Linked DNA regions of Arachis hypogaea: region 2 is linked to region 1. Evidence: chromatin contacts called from public Hi-C data. All regions are on one chromosome and are shown on one strand. The core of a region is the stretch at or near the end of the contact, and the rest is flanking DNA. Distances in the headings are between cores, read along the strand shown.

Region 1 (6,536 bases), core at 4,008-6,507:
TTAGAGTGTATACACTTCGTGTGAGGGTTCGATGCTCGATTCTTTGTTCCCGGCTTTCACGAGCTTTCTTCTTGCAAGTCTATTTGTACTTCATTTTATGATTTGAATTAGTGAGTTCATATTTGTTTTTTTTTTGGAAGATTTATTTACTTTTAACCAAGTAGGTAAAAGCATTTTGCATTTAGTTGCATTCATATAGATAGGTTGTATTTCATAAATTCTACCATTCCTCTTCACCTTCTTTATAGCTTCTTTTGAGCTTAGCATGAGGATATCCTAATGTTTAAGTGTGGGGAGATTGATAAACCACTATTTTGCGATTTATTTTGTATTGAATTGAGTGGATTTTATCCATTATTCTCACACTTATGCATATAATTCGCATGTTTTACATTTTCCTTCCTAATTTTATGCTATGATTAAAAATATGCTTCTTTGGCCTTAAAATTGCTAAGTTTTAATCCTCTTTTATTACCATCGATGTCCTGATATGTTTGTTAAGTGTTTTCAGGTTTTCTAGGGCAGGAATGGCTTAGAGGATGGAAAAGAAGCATGTAAAAGTGGAAGGAACACAGAAAAGTGAAGTTTTGAGAATCTAGTAGCGACGCGCACGCGTGGATGACGCGTACACGTGACCGAGCCAATGTCCAAATGACGCGCAAGCGTGGCTGACGCGTACGCGTGATGAGCGTCACGTGCTGCAATTTACAGAATTCGCTGGGGGCGATTTCTAGGCTGTTTTTGACCCAGTTTCAGGCCCAAAAATACAGATTAGAGGCTGTAGAGTAGAGCTAGAAGGGGAGAATCAATCATTCACTTCTCATTCACACAAATTTAGTTTTTAGATATAGTTTTCTAGAGAGAGATGCTCTCTCCTTTCTCTAGGTTTAGGGTTTCTTCTTTCAATTTTTCTTTAGGTTCAGGTTCAATTTTCCTTTAATTTAGTTTTTGTCTTACTTTTATTTGTTTAACCACTTTAGTTCATCTTCTTCTCTTGTTAATTTTCTTTTTTTTTGTCATTTTTATGTTTATGAGCTCTTGTTACATTTGATTTCTGTTAATACAATTTATATTTTCTATGTTTATTGTTACTCTCTTTAATTGTTAGCCATTGATGTTTGCAATTAGTTGTTTAGATTTAATATTCCTTGTTAATTTTATCATACTTTTATTTTGTGCCTACCAATTGTTTGATAAAATGCTTGGGTGGATTTTAATTTAACTTTTTACGTTCTTGACTTGGATTGATTATTTAGAGACTCTTGAGTTATCAAAAGTCTTTTGTTGATTGGTGATTGAAGATTGCCGGTTAGCTTGAACTTCACCAAAGCTAGTCTCTCACTATGTGTTGGCTAGGACTTGTGAACTCAAGTTGATTGTATGCATTTGACCTTCCTCCATTGGTTAGAGGTTAACTAAGTGAAGGCAATTCACATTTACCATCACAATTGATAATGATAATAAGGATAGGACTTCTAATCCTCTTTCCTTGTTAAGAGCTTTCGTAGTTATTACTTTATTTTCTTGCCATTTTTACTTTCTTGTCTCTTAATTCAAAAACCCCAAAAACGTTTTCCCATAATCAATAGTAAGTACACTTCCCTGCAATTTCTTGAGAGACGACCCGAGGTTGAATACTTCGGTTAATTTTATTGGGTTTGCTTAAGTGACAAACAATTTAAATATTGACTGAGGTTTTATTGTCAGTTTAAAACTATACTTGTAACGCATTATTTTTGTGAAAATCTTTACCGACATTTTTCCTCCGTCAGTGCCGTTCGGTTATTTGGGTGATTTTAATGAAATTATGCATTTGAAAGAAAGAAAAGAAGCGACTAGCTTATCAGCGTTTGCTGAGGATTTTAGAGCATGGATAAATGATATGAAGCTGGTTGATCTGGCGTTAAATGATCGAAAGTATACATAATTTAGGGGGTATTCGTGCAGTCGTATTGATAGAAGCCTTGTTACCTTAGGGTGGCTTGAGATGTATCCAGGGACACGACTAAAGGGAGGTCTAAGAGGCTTATCAGATCACTATCCATTGATAATGAAAAATAGCAGAAAGTTTGATGGCCCAAGACCTTTTCGAAGCTTGGACTCGTGGTTCACACATGAAGGCTTTCTAAGAATGGTGAAGGAAGAGTGGAGGGGAATCAGGTGATGTGCAATTCTTAGACAAGATGAAAGCGCTATCAGTACCACTACGGAGATGGCATAAGTAGCATTTTGGGGATATAGCTGAGAAGATAAGGAAATTTGAGGAAGAGATAAAGAAGGTGGATGATATGGTTAGTAGTGTGGAGTGTATGATGGTACAACAGGCAAGAAGAAGGGCATTAGTGAGATGCTGTGAGAAGTGGTATGTCAGACAGGATGTTCACTGGAAGAAAATGTCTAGGGCTCGGCATGCTAATGAGATGGATAGGAATACAAGGTATTTTCACAATATTGCTTCGGCAAGAAGAAAGAATAACAGGATAGAGTCAGTGGTTATTAATGGGAGACTAGTAAGGAATCAAGCGAGAATCAAGGTGGCGATTCGATACTTTTATAAACGTCTGTACCACCAGGAAGTCTCCCCAGCTTTGAGCTTTACGGATGGATTAGTCAACCGTTTGGAGAGGGAGGAAACTGAAGCCCTAGAGGTGATGCCATCAGTAGAGGAAGTGAAAGAGGCAGTATGGGACTGCAAATCTTCTAAGGCTCCAGGGAGTGATAGATGCAACATAAATTTTATAAAGTGTTGGAGTGAGATTGTATCGGAATTCACTATAGCTGTGATGAGCTTTTTTGCGACTGCAAGACTACCAACAAACTCCAATGTCACATGGGTAGTGTTGGCTCCGAAATTCGTTGGGGCAAAAGAGATAAAAGACCTCAGACCTATCAGCATGGTTGGATGTATTTATAAAGTTATTTCTAAACTGCTGACACGAAGAATGAGGAGTGTCATGCCAGGTTTAGTTGGAGAATTCCAGAGTGCCTTTGTGAAGGGGAGAAAGATACACAATGGAGCTTTAATTGCATGTGAAATTGTGCACTGGTTAAAACTGAAAAGAAAGGCATCAGCGATTATCAAACTGGATTTCCACAAAGCCTATGATAGAGTTAAATGGTGCTTTGTCGATACTGTGTTAGAGAAGATGGGATTCGGTAGTACATGGAGGGTACGGGTCAAGGAGTGTATTAGGTCGGCATCTATCTCTATTCTGGTTAATGGGTCACCAATAAAAGCTTTCAAAATGGAGAGGGGACTTCGTCAAGGCGACCCATTATTGCTGTTTTTGTTTGTTCTGGTGGTGGATGTGCTCAACAGAATGATCAGGGAGGCAGTAAGGAATGGTCGAATATCTCCACTTTTAATCGGTAGGGATGATATTGAGTTATCACACTTATAATTTGCGGATGACACAATATTATTTTGTCCGCCCAAGGAGGAGACAATGAGAAATTATAAGAGACTTCTGAGGTGCTTCGCGATTATGTCGGGATTGAGCATTAACTTTGAGACGTCCAGCTTGATACCAGTGAATTGCAGTCAGGAGTGGACTAGTCGGATGTGTCAGATGCTTGGTTGCCAGGAGGCAGCCCTACTGGTGAGGTATCTTGGTATTAGCCTAGGAGCGAATCCGTGATTAGTAAAACCTTGGAAGCCGGTGATAGATAAGGTGGAAGAGAAGCTCAGCTTATAGAAAGCGAAGGTCCTAAGTAAGATTGAAAAGCTGGTACTCATTAAATCTGTCATAAATAACCTACCAACTTATTACCTGAGCTTGTATAAGATGACAAATGCGGTTGCACGAAGAATCATCTCTTTGCAGAGGAGGTTCTTCTAGGGGAAGGATGACGGACGACCTAGTATAGCTCTTGTAAAGTGGGAGAGGATCCAGGCACCAAAGAAGTTAGGAGGACTGGGGGTGGGTGATGTAGTGGTTTGTAATACTGCTTTACTGTTTAAATGGTGGTGGTAGTTCTCAAAGGCGGACTGTCCGCTTTAGAAGAAGATTGTGTGTTCTTGTAATAGTTTGAACCCAAATCAGTTGTTGTTTACTCAGACTTTACCAGAGAGAGGTGGCCCATGGAGAGACATATGTCAACTACAAATAAAGGAGCAACAAGTAAAGTAGAAGATGATTGATGGCCTTGCTATAGAGGTAGGGGATGGTAGGACCACCAGATTTTGGGTGGATACGTGGCTCCTAGTGGGAAAGTTGAAAGACTTTTATCCGAGACTCTTCTTGATTTCAAGCAAAAAAGGATCATCAATTGGGGATTGTGGGTTTTGGGATGGGATAGAGTGGGTTTGACATTTTCAGTGGAGGCGGGAGCTCAGCCAATGGGAAACAGAAGTGCAATCTGTTAGACTGATAGCAGAAGTGCAAGATAAAGTGGTGTGAAAATTTGACAAGGAAGACGTTTATACTACTAACTCATTTGTGCAGGTTTTTCAGGAAGCGACTTTGGACGAGGAGATTCTCAGCTACAGATTCACAAAAGAAATTTGGAGAGGCTTAGTTCCGCTTCGAGTTAAGTTGTTCACTTGGTTTGCATTGGTTGATCGGGTCAATACAAAGGACCGACTGAGTAGGTTGGGAATCCTATAACAAAATGATAATATGTGTGTGTTGTGTAACAAAAAAATTGAAAATGTTCGGCACCTGTTTGTTATTTATGAGTACTCTTGGTAGGTGTAGTATGCATGGATCACGGAATTTGGTCAGGTGTGGACAGCTCCCGGCACTTTGAAAGATCACTTTGAGAGTTGGAGATCCATGCCTATAAGAAAGGAGGTGCGCAAGTATTGGTTAGTTGGGTTTTTCTCAATTATATAGAACATTTGGCTACGAAAGAATGATGTAATATTCCAGAACAAGACAACAGACGTTGTAGATTGTGCGACTCAATCGTTTTTATGTGCTATAGAGTGGTGTGGTAACTAACTCATGTTGTTGATGGTTATGCCAAAGATAACATAAAAGTTGGTTCGTCTTTTATTTTTTTTGTCTTTGTCTTTGTATGTTCCGCTTCAAATGTTAAATTCTTTCTTTCAAAAAAAAAAAAAAAATTCTTAGACACCAATTTAAATAAATATTCTTTCTCAATTTTAAGTTACTATCGAAATGTTTTATTTTTATTATTTAATTTTAAAAGTTATATAATTTTATATATTTATTTAATTATTGTCCGTTTAGCTAATAATTCAGTGGTGGAGTCAATAGTCAATAAATCAATAACTTGATCACGGATTACGAAGTGGAATTTAATAACCAGTATTTCAATTTTCACGCTAATGAAGCAGCGGCTATTGACTATTGAGCTAGCTGGCTGGGCAATGGGCATGGGAGATCCCTTCCCTCTTACATCTCCAAGACTCCAATCACCCCAAGCACGTGACTCACCACCCGTCAGCTCCCCAGCAGGCCACCACCCCTTTCGCTCTCTCTTGACTCAATCTTATTAGTTATTTACTTCTCTGTTCTCTGACTTCTCTCCCAAACCCACCAAAAGCCCATCGCTTTCCATTAATCCAAAATTCCAAATCCGTTATTAACCCATACAAACAATTCTCTCTCTCTCTCTCTCTCTCTCTCTCTCTCTCTCTCTATACGTTTCCTTGTTTGCATCACATCACACCTTGTTCCTGTCGTTTTCTATAACCACTCTTCACTTGGGCGTCCGCACGCGTGTTTAATGCCTTGGCCGCAAGTCGTCGTTAGAATAATGATTAGCCACTGAAAATCGAATGCCACTGAAGGACAAACCCCGTTTTGCGTTTCAAACCGAATGCTTGGATCTCGTGCCTGGCGGTATAACCTCTCTCTCTCTCTCTCTCTCTCTCTCTTCTTTGTAATAATCATCATTTATCCCCTTTTGGATTTTAGCGATTCTGTTGGCGGCAATTTTAATTCAGTTACCTTCATAATTTCTTTATCCTCCTTTTCTGCATTGGATGTTTGATCATTGATGCTTTTTTTTTTTTCGTATAATCCTTGATGTGGTTTTGTAATTTTTTATATTCCGTTTTTATTTTTAAGCATGCTTATTAGTGATTTAGATTTTGTATTGAATGAAGTTGAGCCCGCGTTGGGGTTAAGCTTGCTTTAGTTTCAATTGAGGAAAAAAGAAGATATTATTTGCCTTATATATATATATATATATATGCACTTTGAAATTGTCACTCTTGCTTACTGTCAATTTTGAAACATGACTAGTAGAACATGGAATTTTGACATTGCGTGGTTGTGAAGTTTTGTTTATATTTCTTGATTTTTCTGCTGTTCTTGCAAATCCTGGGTGCTAGCTGCGCCTTTGATGTCCGAGTAATTAGTTTTTATGATTTTTCCCCTCACGAGATGCATGGTAGTGGTGGTGTTATTCTTTTCCCTAACTTTTTGTTTAGATTGCTTGATTACAAAAGAATCATGCAGTATATAAAAGTTATGTCCATAAGATATTTTTTGTAGGCCTTTTTGAATGTAAAGTAAGCTAATCCAAACATACACTAAATCCTAGAAATGCATCAATAAATCATA
Region 2 (6,653 bases), core at 661-3,160, 82 kb before region 1:
AGTCAAAAAATCATTGGAAGCAAGCAAACAGAATCACAATCTCGATTTCCTGGTAGTAAGAGAAGTTGTAAGGACCAAACTGTGAATCCCATGTCACAGAAGAATTTGAAGTTGACTGGCGATTCAGAAGTTGATCTAAAGATCCACGGGGCTACCGAATCTGTCGATCAAGAATGTGCTCAAAGCTCTAGCCAGGATGACAATAATACTTTGGCAAGCTTAAACATGGCAAGTGATGGAAAGATGGGCTTAGAAAGAAAATTGCTTACATGTTTAGGATGTAGAGAAACATCAAATGCGAACTCTGCAAAGACTCCTCTTGCCCTTCCTTTGCCAAAAGCTCCTTCAGAATCTTGGTTAAAACGCACTTTACCTGCAGTTTCCTCGAGGAATTTACCCACATGGTCTAATGTTGCCACCAGTACTCATGCTCGAACTCAAACTTCCAAGACAGCATTAGCTGATCCTAAGTGGGAAATCATTGTTAAATCTTCTAATGTACATCACGGACAGTTGCGGCTGGCTGAGGTAATTCAGTGAATTCTGTGCTTCATGTTGTATTTCTAACTTATCAATGTGGTATAGTCATGCTTATAATCCTACAACTTTTTTTTTTTTTAATTTCAGGAACCTCTACCCCCCATTCCTGAAGCTTGAATTGTCTGGACTCTGGAGAAGAGCAATTGACCATTTGTCTTACTTCCAAGATGTGGAATAATTTGGTAACGTAATTTGTTCTATTTTGTTTTATTTTCCCGTCCTAAGTTGATCTCCCTTTTGCTTCAATATACATGAGGTGGTATACAAGTCAGCGAAATAAATCGCAATTTCCTTACCTTGTAAATGTCATAAGTTTCATGAAAAAAAATCTGTATAAATTATATCATCTTCAAGTAATGTTCTTGTAATATAACAGTCCTAAAGTTTTCTTCTGAAATTTACTTTTTCTTTAGAACGAGTTGCAATCTTAAGAAAACGTGAGTTTCACTATTTGAGTATACAAATAAATATTCTTTCTTAAGCCTTGACAGGCTAAGCATTGATCAAATTAGATCAACTATCAATATAAGAACTTTAGATATTCTTTTCATTAGCTTTTCCAAAACTAAGACTAAGAGTGACTTACATTAGATCAAACACTAATTTAAGAATTTTATGGTGTGTTTGGTTTGCGTTTTGATTTTCAATGTTTCTATTTTCAGGATTTAGTGAAGAAAAAAGGGAAAATAATAAAATTTTGTTTTCTACTTTTACTTCTTATTTTTTCTTTTTTCTTCATAACATTCTGAAAATATAAAATATTGAAAATTAAAACAGAAAATAAAATGCAATGCAAACACACCGTTAGATATTCTTTCACAAGTCTTTTCAAGACTAAGAGTGACTCAGATTGGATTAAACATCAATCTAAGAACTTAAATATCTTTTCTTTTAAGTTTTCTTAGGATTAGAGATCACTACTGAATTAGTTATAGTGACGATTGAAAAGAATCAGTCAGAAAACTCTGCAATTTCTAAGATCTTGATGAAAGATGTTATGTAATGTGTATGAACTATCCATGATTTATAAGAATGTGATGTGGACTAAGATATAGATTAGAAATGCCTAGATTACAAACTGTTTTTGAGTCTCTTCTCAGATGAGTAGAGTGAAGAAAGAATGAAAGATGAGAAGAAAAATAAAAACTTAAGATAGATATGATTGTAGGAGCTTTCTTTGGTGGAGAAAGAATATATAAGACCTTCAAGCTCCATATACTTTTTAAAATTATGAAGAATTATAGAGGTGAATTTATAACATTAAATTGTTTAGGCCTTGGGCCAGCAAAGCTACCAGGCCCGAACAATCATAACCTGCCCGAGAAGGAGACCCCTATGGGTATCCTATGGGTATTCACGGATGGGGTTGGTTCGGATTTGTGAGAGAATGAGAACTGAACTGATTAAATTTTAATTGATTCGGGTTGGTTTGGATTAGTTTGGATAATTGGGTACCTACAAATAAAATTCAAAAAAATTTGAAAGAAAAATAAAATAAAAAATCATCTAAATACTATAAATATGTAATAATAATATTTAAAAAAATACATCATCGATTCAAGGATAAATTACTTAAATAAACTAACTGAGTGTGAAAACTACCAATTTGTCCTAAATAAAAAAAGACAACATTTTTGTCCTTTTGATTTTTATATAAATCGCGGGTCTGTTATAGGTTTTCAAAAAATTATATAAAACTCAAATGAGTACCACGATTCATGCACTGACAGTGTGCAGTGGCTAAATTCTCCTTTTGAGCTAAATCATGGCATCAACCTAGTTTTTATGTCAAGAAAGAGTAAAACATGAGAGATTCCCATGATTTATATGTACGAGACCAAAAACAAAAGGAAAGTTCATGATTTACGTACATCTACCACAGAACATATTGCAAACCAACGATTTATGCTATATATGGTTAAAACAGTAAGAAAGTCAACGATTTATGGGTAATAGAGAACAACCCAGCTGCATAAATAGCCCGAGACAAGATACAAGTGTTGTAGAGTTAAAAGATGGGTGATAGTGATGATAGTTTTCTAGCACTCATACATTGTAACACGGAGATTGAAGAGACTATGGAGGGTGTTACCTTTACCGATAAGAAGAAGCCATATGTTATAATTTATAAGGCCATCCACAACATTAGTAGAGTTACAGAATAATATTCTACAAAAAACTGGGTCAGTTGGAAAAAAGAGTGTGTCATTTGTTATATAGGAATCCAATTGCAGTTGGTCAAGGATTTGTAAAGTTCGATTCGTTCGAATTACAGAACGATAATGACTTGCAAGTAATATTTCATTGTCGTCGAAACTTTCCGGAGGTCCGTATGGCAGAGTTGTATGCAAAGCTTGAAGATGTGGTTAGAAGTTTTAGAGGATTGGCTCTGAATCCTCTTTCTGTGGGCACAATCGGAGCGTCTAGCTCTACTCTCGTCAGTTTAGCCATTACAATTTTTGTGACCTCTCCTACTTTCGCTGTAAATTTGAATCGCAAGTGGAACATGGGTGCGACATCGGAGATAATCACACGTTTGGTGAGCTTGCTCTTGCAATATCATCACCTATTGGGGTTGCTCGGGGACCCATCGATGCTGGCGAGGCAGATCCAAGAGAAGAAGCTCTTGGCGAGGACAATGATGATGCCGAGCCACTTACGATTGGTGTTGATAGTGACGAAGACATGGGGGCTATTCCAGTTCAACTCACCAGCCTTCCGTTTGAGGGTTCAGCCACACAACGATTTTCTCCTAACTTGTCAACCTTCAATCTTGATGTTATGGCTTAACAGGGATTTGCAGATTTGGGCTATAGGACTAGGCAACTTCAATCATCTCGGGCTCCTATACCGAATGAGTTTGAAGTTGGCCAACAATTTCAAAACAAGGAAGAGGTGGTTCTTTGTGTGAAGAACTATAGTATCCGTCACGGGGTTGAGTATAAAGTGTTAGAGTCAGATTACATGAAGTATCATGGCAAGTGCAAGGAGTTTGGCAATGGGTGCAACTGGTTGAGTTGGGTGACCTTCCGACAAAAGAAGGGATACTGGGAGGTAAGATGATACAACGATCTTCATACATGTTTAGCGACCGAGATATCGAGTGACCACCGACTGCTAGATTATCATGTCATTTGTGCTTCAATCTTTCCGATGATTAGAGCCGATGCTTTTGTTTTTGTGTTGCAGAATGCGACAGAGGCAAATTACGATTTTATGCCGAGTTATAGGAAGGTTTGGATGGCCAAGCAGAAGGAAATTGCACAAATATACGGTCACTGGGAAGAGTCATATAACGACCTTCCTAGATGGGTTGAAAGTGTACAGGTGTCCTTGCTAGGCACTGTAGCTGTGTTGAAGACTTTGCCGGTAAGGCAAAGGAATGGAGTCGACGATAATACTGTCTATTTTTATCGGCTTTTCTGGACTTTTCCACTGTGTGTTGAGGCGTTTAAACATTGTAAGCTTCTAGTCAGCGTTGACGGAACTCATTTGTATGGTAAGTACGGTGGAACATTGCTTATGGCCAACGTTAACGTGGCGGGGCCCCAACTATATTTTCCCAACTCATCCATCTTTGCAACATAGGGCAACCAGCGAATGTGTACCCGAGCACCAGACTTATCTCCAAATAACTAAGTAGACAAAAGCACCATAATGTACGCTCAAGAATAAATCCTAACAGTATCTTCATTGACATCCGACAGGAGAACCATAAATCATTGCTGGAACCAAATTTGATAGATAGTGTGCTTGTGAATATATTAATTAGGAGGAAGCTCACCAAATAACTCATAAAATCATATCCATGCTGGTCTTCCTTCGGACATGTACAACTCAAACTCTAACAGACAACCACTCACCATCTACAGGAAGTCCAAACTGGTAGGCAACATTCTGTAATGTAATTATGCACTCTCCGAAAGGCATATGGAAGGTATGAGTCTCTGGATGCCAATGCTCTATAAATGCGCTAATAAGAGCCTCATCAAGCTTAAACCAGTAATCGTGAAGACTAGCAACATGATACAACCCAGCAACCTAAAGATAAGGGATGATGTGATCGTGTAATGACATTTTCTACTACCTCCTCACAGTAACAACACATCAACTCATCTATAAAATTAATATCCAAAATTCACTAACTATATAAGTATGAAATTAGCAACAATACGTTTATCTAACATTTACTAATTATATATGTAAGAAATCAGCAACAGTATGTTTATTTAAAATTTTTAATTTCAAAATATACGAATACGTTTATTTAAAATAATACAAATATGTTTATTGAAAATTTTTAATTTAAAAAATAATTCTAATACTCTTGAAAATCAAACATAATTATATAGATCTTTTCTAGCATAAAAAATTCACACTCTCATGACATTTATCATAGTCAAGACAGTAATAGAAAAATATTTAACATTTTTAATCTCTTCATTTATGTTTTCTACCACATGAGCAATTCCATTTAGTCGGTATAGTTGATTCGAGTTATCCATCATAGCATTATGTTGTCCAGACACCTCACTAAACTGATTAAGTGCCTCAAAATATAAATCGCTGCAATGGTTTGTGATTTTTTTTTCTTTCAAATGGCCAACCAGAAATGTTAATGAGCGAAAATAGAAGCTCACGGATACTGTTGCGGAATTTACAACCACAAACTAACCGACAAGTGCACCGGGTCGTACCAAGTAGTACTTCAAGTGAATGAGGGTCGATCCCACGAGAATTGATGGACTAAGCAATAATCGTTAAGTGATTTACTTAGTTAGACAAACAGAAAGTGGTGTTTGAGAGTTCAAAAAGCATTAAACAGTAAATTCAGAATATCAGAAGGCAGGCAGTAAACAAGTTGTGAATGATATAAGAAGAAACAGTTAAGACTTCAGAGTTATCTATTTTCCTGATTGACTTTTCTTACTAACTATTTTAATCATGCAAGATTTAATTCATGGCAAACTATATGTGACTAAACCTTAATTCCTTAGACCTTTTTAGTCTCCTCTAACTCTCATCAATCGCCAATTCCTTGGTCAATTAATTCCACTTAGAGGGTGAAGTTTAATTCTAGTTATATGCCACAGAAATCCTAATTACCCAAATATAAGAGGATTATATGTCACGTATCCCGTTAAGTTCAGATAATTAGAAATTTAGGAGAATATGTTTTCAAGCTATTGTTCAAGTAAAGAGCTTTTCCAAGTTATACAAGAACTCGATTAGAAAGAGGGTCATACTTCCGTTCCACCCAAATTCATAAAATAAAGAACGAAAAAAATTCTTGAATTATATGAATCAATACATGAATTAAAATAGAAAAACAATAGAATCAATCCATACAATAGACAGAGCTCCTAACCTTAACAATGGAGGTTTAGTTGCTCATGGTTCAGAGTGGAAACTATGATTCTCTTAAATTGTAAATTTGGAATGAGGTGGAATAATCCCCAGAAGAGAAGTTTCTTTTCTCTTTTATATCTAATCCTAATTAATTTAAAATCTATTTTCTAAAACTAAAATAATATCTTTTCCTATTTTAAAATAAAATAAAGTTTAAATCAGAATTAATTAAAATCTTCGAATAGCCTTAATTTGGACGCTGGGACCACTTGAATTGGAAGATCATGCGCCTTACTTGGTCATGGCCGCATGGATTGGAGTTTGAGTGAATGAGCTTGCGCCTAACTCAAGCTTTGGTGTGCCTTACTTGGAGTCGAACTAATTGGTGCGTGTTGTTAATGCTGTCTTGCGCCTAACTCAAGCTTTGGTGCGCCTTACTTGGAGTCGAACTAATTGGTGCGTGTTGTTGATGCTGTCTTGCGCCTAACTTGAGGAACCTCAAGTTAGGCGCAGCCTAGACAGCGTTCCTTGGATGCCCTTTGCTTCATCCTTGCGCCTAACTTGAATATTCTCAAGTTAGGCGCAGCCTTGGCTGCATTGGATTGATGTGGGTGGCTTGTCTTGGCGCCTAACTTGAAAAGTCTCAAGTTAGGCGCCATCTTTTCTGACTTGGTGGAGAAGAAGTATGAACTATTATACATCGTTGGAAAGCTCTGAAAGTTAGCTTTTCAACGCCACTAGGATCACGTCCATTGGATCTTCGT

What was found. Hi-C and Micro-C count contacts between places; a contact is called where the count stands out from the background.
Region 2: a Hi-C map of leaf shows a contact between it and region 1, with 2.5 times the contacts expected there. The contact joins the enhancer-like site here to the promoter of LOC112737769 in region 1. A contact is called at or near these places in 2 of 8 Hi-C or Micro-C datasets (both in leaf).

What each region holds. Positions count from the first base shown.
Region 1 is chr13:25,442,732-25,449,267 of arahy.Tifrunner.gnm2.J5K5, reverse strand. LOC112737769 (probable serine/threonine-protein kinase SIS8) reads left to right here and starts at 5,257. Exons shown (of 14, transcript XM_025787853.3): 1 at 5,257-5,810.
Region 2 is chr13:25,520,793-25,527,445 of arahy.Tifrunner.gnm2.J5K5, reverse strand. It overlaps LOC112737771, which reads left to right. Exons shown (of 4, transcript XM_072211500.1): 3 at 1-528; 4 at 628-1,048. The coding sequence ends at 657. Among protein-coding and RNA genes, the nearest start is that of LOC112737771, 6.7 kb to the left of the region's middle. Within about 2 kb of position 1,910, at least 2 of the 3 cell types and tissues checked have open chromatin away from gene starts, as enhancers often do.